Regions from separate parts of the Anas platyrhynchos genome. Here region 2 is linked to region 1. Evidence: chromatin contacts called from public Hi-C data. All regions are on one chromosome and are shown on one strand. Each heading gives the region's core, a stretch centred on a gene start, on an enhancer-like site or on the middle of the called end of the contact. The rest is flanking DNA. Distances are from core to core; before and after follow the strand shown.

Region 1 (5,966 bases), core at 1,884-4,383:
GGCCTGTTCATTTAATATTATGTCTTTGTTGTAAAAATGTGCTTTTTCCATGCCAAGATAATTTATAATAGCTGGGTAGCATGGGCCAGTTATAAACTTAAAAATCTTCCTGACAAAGCTGTTCAAATGTCCTTAATCAACAAAGCACTCCTACACAGGATTTATATTTGGTGACACCGCTTCTCCTAGCTTGTCCCCCTGCCATCACTGAGGGATATAAATAATGCTAGCAAATCTACACTTTCCTGCAAGTCCATCTCTGCCTTGGGCTCCTGCTCACAAGTCTCTTTCAGTCCTTCACACCTTTGATTGCCACAGCAATGGCAGCAGCAGTTTACAGAGCAGACCTGCCCGGCTTTGTTCTGACATGTAAGGAGATAATGCACGTCCCTGTGACTAATGGGCATCAGTCCCTTAACACGCTCTTGTCCTAGACCATGCTAAACCAAAGCTAGCGCCAGGATTTTGTATTGTGATAAGGATGTATAAACATAGTCGATATTGGAAACAATGGAGAAAAAAGTTAAAACACTGCTAACCACATATCTGCGTTAAAATAATATAAAAAAATCGCCAAACATCAACTACTTACAGTGGGCCTAAAGAAACTAAACAATATTTAAATGGCATGACTGGATGAACCACGCATGTACAAGCAAAATCGGTTGGTTTCACTGAACGTCTCTCTGCTGTGGGCTGTGACAGTTATTCCTCATACACCTAGCAGTTGAGCTGAGCCCACAGCATGCTCACGTGTCTAAGCTCAAATCAATTTGCACATGCATAGTAGCTCTGACACATCCTAGACTCACCCAAGCCGCAGCGCATGCGCAGTGGATCCGCGCTCGCACAGTCATTATTTCAGGAGATGGCCATTTTTTTAACAGGCCAGATGGCAACCTGGCAACTCCAGCAAATGCCACGCCGCTGATCCGGCTGTGTGGAGGCTGTGGCCTTTCGCTTCCCTCTCCCTGCCCTTCCCTTCCACCCAAGCCTGGGCCTGCGCAGGATGAAATGTTTTCTGTTAATTTACGTTCGCTTGCCTAACAAAATTTGATGTATTAGACAACATGTAAACATCTAAGCTCCCCTATCTGAAGTCCTATGAGCAGTACACCTTTGTGGTCATGTAGGGACACTGTAATACAAATGTTTGGCTTAGAACGTATTTTTTAATTTGGCAGGAATTGGTACATTTTCAGCAGTCGGGCCAAGGAAGTCGCGCCAATAATCCAGCAGTTGTCTTTGCATGGCTGAGGAACTGAGTGGCTTTGTATAATTATGCATACGTACGTGTGCGTTTGTATAGAGATGGAGATAAATGTATCGCCTTTATCTCCACGAATAGATAGGAAAGTATCACGAAGATCTTATTTAATTACCTGGGGAACGAACCAAGGGAGGCTTTTTGTTATGAAAGAGTTCCCAAGAAAACAGGCCAGCAAAAGCTGCGGTTGCCACAGCACGTCATCTTTAATTTGGTACTTCTGAAGCTGACAAGTGAAAATGTTGGTGAGGAGGCACAGCGTTAGGGTCCGGAGTGCTCTGTGCTTATTTTTACATCCCCAAATTGTGCTCACCCTTCAGTGCGCTACCTCAGGCCAGCTTTTTACCACCCTGACCTCAACACAGCGCCCAAACCCTTGGGTGACAAAGGCCAGAAACGTCCCGAGCGAGGCTCTCGGAGCTTTTCTCGTGTATTTATTGACACCAAGCCGCTATCGCTGCCCACGGCTGTGTGGGAGCTCGGAGAACTTGTGCAACACGTACAAGTGGGGCGAGGAGGGAGCCCCTCAGGGGCTCACCTCACGGCCGGGAGGAGCAGCGGGCACTGGGCTGAGGGAGGGAAGGAGGGAGGGAAGGCGAGAAGGAGGGAGGGAAAAGGAGAAGGAGGGAGGGAAGGCGAGAAGGAGGGAGGGAAAAGGAGAAGGAGGGAGAGAAGGGGAGAAGGAGGGAGGGAAGGAGGCCGGCCCCGGCTGAGGGGCCCCGCGGCGCTGCCCGGCTGAGGGCGGGCGGCGGGGGCCGCCTCAGGGGCTCCCTCAGGGCGGCGCCCCTCAGCCGAGCCCGCGGCGCTGCCGGGCCCCGGGGACCGAGCCCCTGGGCGCGGCGCTGCCCCGCTCGCCCCCGGCTGGGCTCGGAGCGAGTCCCTCCGGGCCCCGGGGACCGCATGAAACGCTCTGGAACCCCGCCTGGCCCGAACCCCGCCTTCGCCTCGCCGCGGCGCAGCCGGGCGGGCAGGCAGCCAGCGAGGCCCCTGCCCGGGGGAGGGCCCCGAGCGGCCGCAGCTGTTCCAGCAGGAGTTGCTGGAAGGCGGCCACGCTCCGCAGACTTTGTCTCCCCCGCACGCAGCGCTGAACTCTGCTCTCCCCCCCCCTCCTTCCCTTCCCTTCCCTTCCCTTCCCTTCCCTTCCCTTCCCTTCCCTTCCCTTCCCTTCCCTTCCCTTCCCTTCCCTTCCCTTCCCTTCCCTTCCCTTCCCTTCCCGGCTGTGCGTGTGGGGCTGGTGCTGTGGGGTTCCCCGATTGGGGGGGGGGGGGGGTGGCACCGTGCGCCGCGCTGTGTTGTAAAATAACTTAAAAAAAAAAACAAAAAAACACACATACACACACAAAAAATAAATAAATAAAAGGGCTGGGAGGCGACGGGGAGCCCCCGTCCCGAGCCGTGCCCCGCTCCGCGCTTTCCCCGCAGCCCGCCCGTGAGGTCAGCGGCGGCGGCGGGGTGGCGGCGCCCGGGGCCGGGCGGGCCGGGCCGGGCAGGCGCAGTGTGGGGCCGCGGCAGGGCGGCTGCCGCGTCGATGTGTCGGGGGGGAAGGGAAGGGAAAAGGGAGGCGGAGGTTGGGGTGGAAGGGAAGGGAGGGGGGTGAGGGGGGGGTGACGGGGCAGCGCCGGGATCCCTTCTCCTCCCCGCGGGGAAGGAAGGGAGGGAGGGAGGGAAGGCAAGCAGGGAGGGAGGGAGGGAGGGGAGAGCGCTCTCCTCCCCCTTTTTCACCCTTCCTCCTCCCCTGCTGTTCCCCCAAAAAGTTAAACTTCCTGCTCCCGGCCCGGCTGGGAAGGGGACGAGGAGCCCGGCCGGACTCGGCACACATATACACACACACATACACACACACATACACACACACATACACACACACACACCAGCTGGAGCTGTCAAAACTTCCACCACCACCACCACCACCGCCGCCTGCTCCTGCTCCTCCTCCGCCCCCGGGGGCTGTGCGCGGGGGGAGGGCGCGGGGCCGCCCTACAATGAAGCGGCGGCCGCCGCAGCCGGGCAGCGCAGGAGCCGCCACCACCACCACAGCCGCCACCACCACCACAGCCGCCAGCTCCCGGGGCCTCTGAGAAGGGGGGAGCCCAGCGGCAGGGATCAGCCGCCACCGCCTCTCCTTCGCTTCTCCGCCTTTTTATCCATCCCCCCCCCCCGCCCCGGGCCCCGACGGAGCCCGCCGAGCCGGGGAGGGGGTGTTATTGTGTGCGAGACCCTTCCTTCCTCCGCGCTCTTTCTCTTCGCACCCCCCCCCCCCCCCCGCCCGCCTCTCCCCGCTCCCTCCCTCCCTTCTCGCCCTCCCTTCCCCTCCTCCTCCTCCTCCTCCTCCTCCTGCTGCTGCTGCTGCTCTCCCCCATGCTGCTCCCCCTGCTACCTGTGCTGGTCGGCGGCGGCTGAGGCCAGCGATGCGAGGCGGAGGTGGAGGAGGCGGAGGTGAGGAGGAGAGGAGCCGCGGGAGCAGGAGGAGCATCGGGATCCCCATCACCATCCTCATCTTCATCCCCATCATCATCATCCATGTGTCTCTCTCGTCCTGCTGACTAGGATGTCAACGGAGGACAAGAGTCTGGTGGTGGCGGTGGTGGAGCCGCCTCAGCAGCAGCAACCCCCCGAGCCTGGAGCTCCCCCCCCAGCAGCAGCAGCAGCAGCAGCCACAGACAAAAGACCTAGGGGCCGGCCTCGCAAAGATGGCGCTTCCCCTTTCCAGAGAGCCAGAAAGAAGTAAGTTCAGCGTGTGTGTGTGTGTGCGAGGCACCGAGGGGCAGGGGGCAGGCGGCCAGGCGCAGGCAGAGCTGTCAGCAGAGCCTCGCCGCTCGTCGCCCCCTCCCTCCTGCCCAATGCCATTTTGAGAGGGGCCCTTCTTTCTTCTCCTCCTCTCCCCTTTGCACTTTCCCCTCCTCCTCCTCCTCCTTTTTCACCTTTGTCTTCCTCCGCCCGTTTTCCCTTTTCACTTTTCTTTCGCCGTCCCTGTTTTCTTTCCCTCTTTCTTCGGAGTTTCTCGCCAGCTCTTCCCCCTTCTTCCTCCTTCCCCCCCTGCCTTTGCACCTTCCCCCTTCCTCCTTTTCGGGCTCCCTTCTCCTCCAGGACTCTCCTTCCTTCGGCGTCGCCTGGATATCGGATCTAATATCCCCAGCTTTCCACGGCAGCCTTCCCATTTTTTCTCCCTTTTGAGGCAAAAAAAAAAAAAAGATGTTTTTTTTTGCCCTAAGTGGCTGGCGATGGCACCCCCCCGGCACACACACACACACACACACACACAAAGTTGGGGCAGGACTTTGAGGCGCCCGGAGGCTGAGGGCGCTGCTCGGGGAGCTGTCAAGCGGCTGCCCTCGCATAGAGGAGGGGGGGGAGACAGCGGCGAAGCACGGCAGAGCTTGGTGGGGACACAACGGGGTTTTAGGGGGGGCTGCCAGCCCCTTTGCTGTGACAGACTGCCCTTAATCGAGGGGACTTTCGGGGTGCTATGGCGCTCGTTAGCCCCACAGCGGCCGCCCCACAACGGCCGCCGCCGCCGAGCGCCTCCGCTCCTCAGGGGGGCCCCCCGCTCCCCTCAGCCCCGAGCAAACTTGGGGGGGTGGAAAAAAGAGCTCAGAGATGGGGTTTTAGGGAGCCGGGGCTTGGGGAAGCGGGGTTTAGGGAAGCGGGGGAGGCTGCTGGGCCGCTGCTACGTGCTCGGTGCTGGGGGAAGGCCAGGCGGCAGGCTCCCTGAGGAGCCGAGGGCAGCAGGAGCAGGACAAAGCCGGCCAGGGACGTGGGGCTGAAGGAGCGTGGCTGGGAGCCGCAGAGAAATTCAGGCTGTGGGGGACAGCCCAGGGGATTTCGAGCTGCCTTCCCTTTGTGTTCAAGGGCTGCTCCGGCCGGGTGCGTACAGCCAGGTGAGCAGCTCGCCCCGTGCCCAACGCCCGCCTCAGGCCTCGCTGAATTTCAGCCCGGATTGCCAAAGCACCAGGGAGGGAGCCTGCTGTGCAGGAAGCACGCACCGGAGAGGGTATTTTCCTCTACAATAATTTGTTTTTTTTCCAGCTCCGTGTGGCGTAAATAGTCCAGGACACAACCATCCGTAGGTTGGGTTGTGTGGCTTTTTTCCCTGTCGAAAGTTGTGCTTGAAAGATCCAAGCGTTCACCCCCTGGTTCTGGTGTTGGTGCAGTGCTTGCGGCTTTCTCCTCATCGTTTTCCGTGTTTGGTACAAATTTTCTCATAACCATACCTGAAAGTAGTTTCCAAGCATATATATATGCAGTAAAGTTACTAGGTTCATCAGCTTTATGCTTAGTTTTACATACTTTATTTCTACACGTTGAAGCCAAGCCTTGAGCAGAAAACCTCGAGTGCTTTTATATTAGAAGTTGTTATAGGAAGAAAAATGTAAATCCCTTGGAAATGACCGGTCTGTCCGAAAGGCAAACTAGCACTATCAGAGAAAACTGACATATCTTGTGTGCCAACTTGAGGCTGAGTGCATGCTCTTGACGAAAAGTGGGCTCTGAAGAGGTAATTCCTTTTTTTCAGATAGGTTTTTGGTGCCGTGGGAATATTGTCAACTGGTTTTAGGAGGAAAGTAGATTTTGCTGTAAAAATATGTACTTCTGCTGACATGAGTAGAAGCGTCTGTGTAAGAAATGAAATTAGCTGAGACAAAAGTTAAAATTAATCAGTACTCTTTTTTTCTTTATGTTATGGTTATTCCTTCCTGGT
Region 2 (5,405 bases), core at 380-2,879, 56 kb after region 1:
GGGTATTTGCTGTCTTCTGCTCCAGAAGGAGGAATAAAAAAATAACTATTACGGAAATAAATTTTTGAATGCTTAAAATGCAGAACTCTAGGAGACAGATTTTGTTTCCTCATAAGAAATTTGGGAATGACTTCTTAAATAATGTAAAACCTAAGGGCTTATCTTTTCACCCCAAAGCCCCATCTTTAGGCGAAGGCTGTGAGTGTTAATTAAAAGAGAAATTTAATACACGTGCTGTAAATTTTCCTAACCCTGCTCCTTCTCCTGTATATTTGTCTCCTGTCTCCCCGAGTAGCTAACTACCTGTTTGCCTCCTCAGAGATGTGGTAACAATGTGCACGATGCCATGGGCTTGTCATCATTTCATGGGCAATGTGCTAAGTTATCTTGCACCTAGATGTACTTCCCTCCTTGCACCTTGGGGGATTTCTCTTAACGTACCTGAGAAAAGAAGGCCTTCCCCTCCTCACCAGTCAGGTGGGGAAGAAGTGCTCTCTTCAAATAAATATTTTTTTTAAATGCTGTGTTTCCTGTTGGATTATGGTGACGTTAAAACAAAAACAACAAAGCAAGAACTTACAGTGGGGAATTTCACAATTAGGTCCTTCAGTTCCCGGTTCCCCCACCGCCTCATTGGGCCAGACCTGAAGCGGGACAGGAGCCGTCATGGAAATAGGATGCAAAATAAAGCCTTGTATGGGAATCTGCAAATGAGCCTCACATTTATTAATCATTCATGGTTCCTTCATTCCCAGAAACTTCAAAGTAGGAAGCCATAGCCAAGTCTGAAGGAAGTTCATTAAGTACAGTGGAAAGCAGTGAAGGCGTTAGGCCTGGCGCTTCAGGAACGTCTCTGAGGTGGTGATAAGGAGATCCCCGGTACAGGGCTCCTGCATCCTAGGAGCTTGGCTCAGGAAGGTCGTTACCTCTGTTCTTCTTGAATTTTCTGTCAGAAAGCTTGGAGCCCAGTCCTGTTCTGGGTTACCTGGTATAAAAAAGGTGGGGATCTCCTGGAAGGAGTCCTGCAGAGGGTCACAAAGATGATGAGGCAAGGCTGAGAGGCCTGGGTCTGTTCAGCCTTGAGAAAGGAAGACTGAGGGAGGGATCTTACCAGTACCTGTAAATACCTGAAATGTGGGAGACAGAGGGATATGGGCAACCTCTTCTCAGTGGTTTCTGGGGACAGGACAAGGGGCAATGGCCACAAAATGGAGCCCAGGAAGTTCCTCACCAACATGCCAGAGAACTTCTTCACGGGGAGGGTGACGGAGCACTGGGACGTGTCTCCTTGCAGTGCTCTTGGTGGGCACAGACTTTGCATTTCTACTGTTGTGGATTTCCATTAATGTTGTAGTGAGATGAAATAAATGATTTTTGCTTACTTGAAAGTTTTTGCAGGCACAAAATACAGGAAAGTTCCTTTCTTTTGGAGTTCAGCTGGGTTAATTAAAGGTGTCAAGGTGAATCAGAGCAAGGCCACAGTTTCTGCTGGTCTTCCTTGAGCACTTCATGCATGGCTGTCCCAGGCTGTGTTGGGTTTTCTTGAGTACTTCATGTATCCCAGGCTGTGTTACGGGTTTATTTTGAGATTTAGAATCTGCCTGTCTTGTAGGTGTCCATGAGTTGTACACAACTGGTGGTGCACCCTCCAAGACACGCTACAGCTCTCCTCTGATCTCTAATATGAAGGAGTCTGTGCTCTTAATTGAGATTGCTTAGAAATGTTGGGGTTACTTACATAAAATCATCTTTTAGATCCAACATACTTTGGAAACTAACTAAAGCTTGTTCTGAAGGGCTCTGTTGGACACTGCCCTTTTCCTAGTCCAGGAATGACTGTAGGGATTGTTTGTTCAGATGGGCCAAAAACAAAGGATATTTTGGTCTGTAGGTGTTGTTGTTTTATATATATATATCTATATAGTTGAGTGTTGCAAGGCAGATATTCTTGGCAGGGCATTTATTTAGTGTGAAGTGTTTGTCCAGAATCTTGTTTTTTTTCCTTTTTGAGGACAGGTTAGTGGACTGGTTTTGAAGTGAGCCATGTGGCCTTGCAGCAGGTAGTCATTTTTGGATGTTTCAGAGGTCCAAAACCATTTCAGATGTGTGGCACTCAGCAGCTTGACTGAAATAAGTGAAGCAGTTCCAGCTTACACCAGCTCAAATACCTGGCACACCCAGTCAGGAACAGGAATTTCTTATACTTTTTTTTTTCTCAATTTTGTGGTTCTCTTAAATACTTTTGGATGCATTCATCAAGGGTTTTACACATTATACAGTGTCTCCCTAAATGAGTTCACTTTAGGTTAAAGAATAATTTTGCTTAAATCTTTCTGTATCAAACAGAAAAGATTTCCCCTTCTTGATCTGCTCCAGTGGATGTATTTCAGTACAACAGACCAAGATAGGCTCTCCTCAAGTTGCAGTCTTTTGTCCTAAGGCTTTTCCTCTTTTATTGTTCTTTCTTGTAAGATTAAAGTGTGTAGCAGCTTTTTTGCATGCCCACCTATGTCGCAGATTCTCCTAGCCATCCAGGTCTCCACTTGAACCATTTATCTTTTGCAATATTTGCTTGTCTTGCGAAACGTGCATTAATCGTTTTTCAGAGCGTCTTAAGCTGGATGTGCCAAAGAGCATCAGTCGGAGACCTGTAATTGTTCCTGCTTAGGTTTCGAAATGAAGGTGTAGAGGAGTGCAGATATACCATGTTTTATTGCTCTCCAGCCTTGACCAGCTCCCTTCCCTGGTGCCTCCGTGTGCCAGTAAGCCCAGAGCGACGCCCTGCAGTGCTCTCCTGACAAACGCCTGACTCACTCAGTGCAAAGGACAGGACTGAACGGGAGTAGAATTGAAGTTGCACACACAGTGGCCACTTGTTGTTTCGTGTTTCTGCTCAGAAAGAAACTTTCTAGACAAACAGAAGCTTTGTCAGCTGTAGATGTATATATTTCTGTCTAACAACTAATGTAAATTAAAGGGATCTGCACAAACTGCAGAATATATTCCAACAGTTCAACGTGGACATGAAGCTGGCATAAATCATTTCCTTCCTTCCTTCAGCACTCCAGCCCTGTGCCAGCAAAGAGTTAGTGTAATCGGGAATGAACTAGAGCAGGGAATTGATGAGAGTTAAAGCTAACCTGTGAGGAAAAAAAGGTATATTATAACCCCAGTTATTGTGGTCACCCTGGTACTTGGTGTGGGATGAAAATGCGGGCGCAGAATAGGAGATGCACGGAGAAGGAGAGCGCTGCTTTTGGCAGCCCTTCTGCATGATGCTTGCTGGAAATGCATGTAAAACTGCAGCCTTGTATGAAAAGGCTGTTTGTTGTTGAGCAACACCCTCCCCATCCTATTCCTCATTGCTGATTGAACATCTTCAATTCATGATCATGTGCTACAGTATGTAAATAACTTAACAAACATTCAGTTTCATGTTTTAGGTGTAAAAGATAATATTTTCTTACTTCTGTTGCGTCTGTTGACAGTTACATGGGTTAATCTGTCTATAAATAACATAGATGTTTGCGTCACCTTCTTACAGGTCTGGTTTTAGTAGTCAAATTAAATAACAATTAATTACTATTTTTTAAACAGAAGTCAAAGAGCAGTCTGCAGAAGAAGATGCCCAAGCAGAAGTGGACAGCACCAAGCAGCTAACACCAGTCCTTCAGCGCTCAGTGTCTGAGGAGTCTGCAAGCTCCACCGCCTCTGTTGGTGTCGAAGCGAAAACCAGGTGAGTAAGTGAGGAGATGGGTGCTGGGGCAGGGCTAGGAGTTGAGTAACGGGGCACAGAGTACTTGGAACACAGACTCAGGACACGCTGCTGGTGCTTTGAAGTATTAGTAACGGCAGCCTGTGTTGGCAGCTCTTGTGTTTGAGACTGATGGCTTAATTGGTGCAGAGGGAGATCAAGGTGAAAAGCATGTTTCTTGAGTGTTGTCCTCAGATTACACTCGTAAACCCTCGGATTACAGCATATTAGCTGTTTAAATTAAAACAGATATAAGTGATAGGAGATAAAATGTGATTACTGAAGTGTTCTTGCAGAGAAAACGGTGTATAAGCAAATCCATGTACAATTGTTTCTTAAGTTTCAGTTTGTATTCCTGTGTTTTCAGGAAGATAAAAAAAAATCTCTTGCAAATTCTACTATATTTTTTCCTTATTTAAGAATTCATAATAAAGAAAATAGCATTACTGTGTTTTTTTCCAACTTGTTGTCAGTATAAATTGCCTCAAAATCAGTGAAAGTATTAATTATATGTAATTACATTATTTGGGGAAAATGAAAACACGCTGCCTGTGATCACTGTTGAAACGGTATCACAGAATTCTAGCAGAGCTTCTGTGATGAAGCCCTGCTAACAGCTTTTAACCCAGTAGCAGTTCTCGTTGGCTGCAGAGCTTGCTGTTGCCAGTCTGTTAGCAGTTACCAGACACTTACAGGTGTAATTATATTTCGACAGACGTGGAGAGAATAATGTAATCATTTTACATCCTCCTAATCAGACACAGAGCACGTTTCCCATGCAGAAAAGTTTACTTGATTTACTTTCTTGCATGTATCATTTTCATATTTTACCTGCTCACAAGCTTGTTAGCTCCAATAGACGCTTCCCTCCTTACAGAGAATTTTGGTTAAACATGTCTTGCGTGTGTACCTGGAAGAAATACACAAAAATCCTGATTTTAATGGAATTTTCCTAAGCTAATACTAAACTGTAGTAAATACGTAGTGCAGCTGGAACTGAACGGTTGTTTTGGTTCTTTGTTTGGTCCTGTTTTGGATCATTTGCAGAAGTTGCTCATGTTGTTTCATCCGCTCTCTGTTCTTCTCAAGGTTACTCTCTGGCTCTTATCGTGGGTGGTGGATTACAGCACTTTCCCTAACCATAATCTCTTTCTTTAAAACTGGACAACAGTCAGCCAAGAAAAAAGCCTAAAAAGCCTTTTTTTTTTTTTTTTTTTTTTTTTTTTTTTTTTTTTTTTTTTTCCCAAAAAACAGCCCTTATTTGTACTCAGTATGTTTGTTCTGCCAACTGGCAGTGCTGAGTTCGATTAGTCAATGCTGAAAGCATAGCATGGGTCCATTGCTTTGGCTGATAGAAGCATTAAAAAGCTAAGTGCTATTAATTTATAAGTAAAATAGTAATGATCATACCCTGTCTCTAACATTTTTGAAAGAAATGTATTAAAAAGATGTGGAACAGTTGATTGGGAGATTTCTCTCATCCCAGTTGGTTCCAGATTTGGATGCAGAAATCATTCGTGTCCTCATAATAATGGAAAAAATGTAACGCCAGGTTTTATTGGCACCATGTCTTGAAACGGAACAGCAGAATGCCTCTTCTGAGCTGGGACTTCTTGATCAATCGCCTGTCTCACTGTCCGTGATGTGTTGA

Evidence for each region. Hi-C and Micro-C count contacts between places; a contact is called where the count stands out from the background.
Region 2: a contact with region 1 is called in a Hi-C map of liver, with 1.9 times the contacts expected there. The contact joins the enhancer-like site here to the promoter of KMT2C in region 1. A contact is called at or near these places in 3 of 8 Hi-C or Micro-C datasets (F5 follicle, liver and skeletal muscle).

What each region holds. Positions count from the first base shown.
Region 1 is chr2:152,509,715-152,515,680 of IASCAAS_PekinDuck_T2T, forward strand. It overlaps KMT2C (lysine methyltransferase 2C), which reads left to right and starts at 3,134. Exons shown (of 61, transcript XM_072033849.1): 1 at 3,134-3,703; 2 at 3,815-3,991. The coding sequence starts at 3,816. LOC106020083 (a long non-coding RNA gene) reads right to left here and starts at 4,774. Exons shown (of 4, transcript XR_011807116.1): 1 at 4,189-4,774; 2 at 3,645-3,810; 3 at 1-1,000.
Region 2 is chr2:152,567,427-152,572,831 of IASCAAS_PekinDuck_T2T, forward strand. It overlaps KMT2C (lysine methyltransferase 2C), which reads left to right. Exons shown (of 61, transcript XM_072033849.1): 4 at 3,598-3,736. Among named protein-coding and RNA genes, the nearest start is that of KMT2C, 57 kb to the left of the region's middle. Within about 2 kb of position 1,630, at least 2 of the 8 cell types and tissues checked have an H3K27ac peak or open chromatin away from gene starts, as enhancers often do.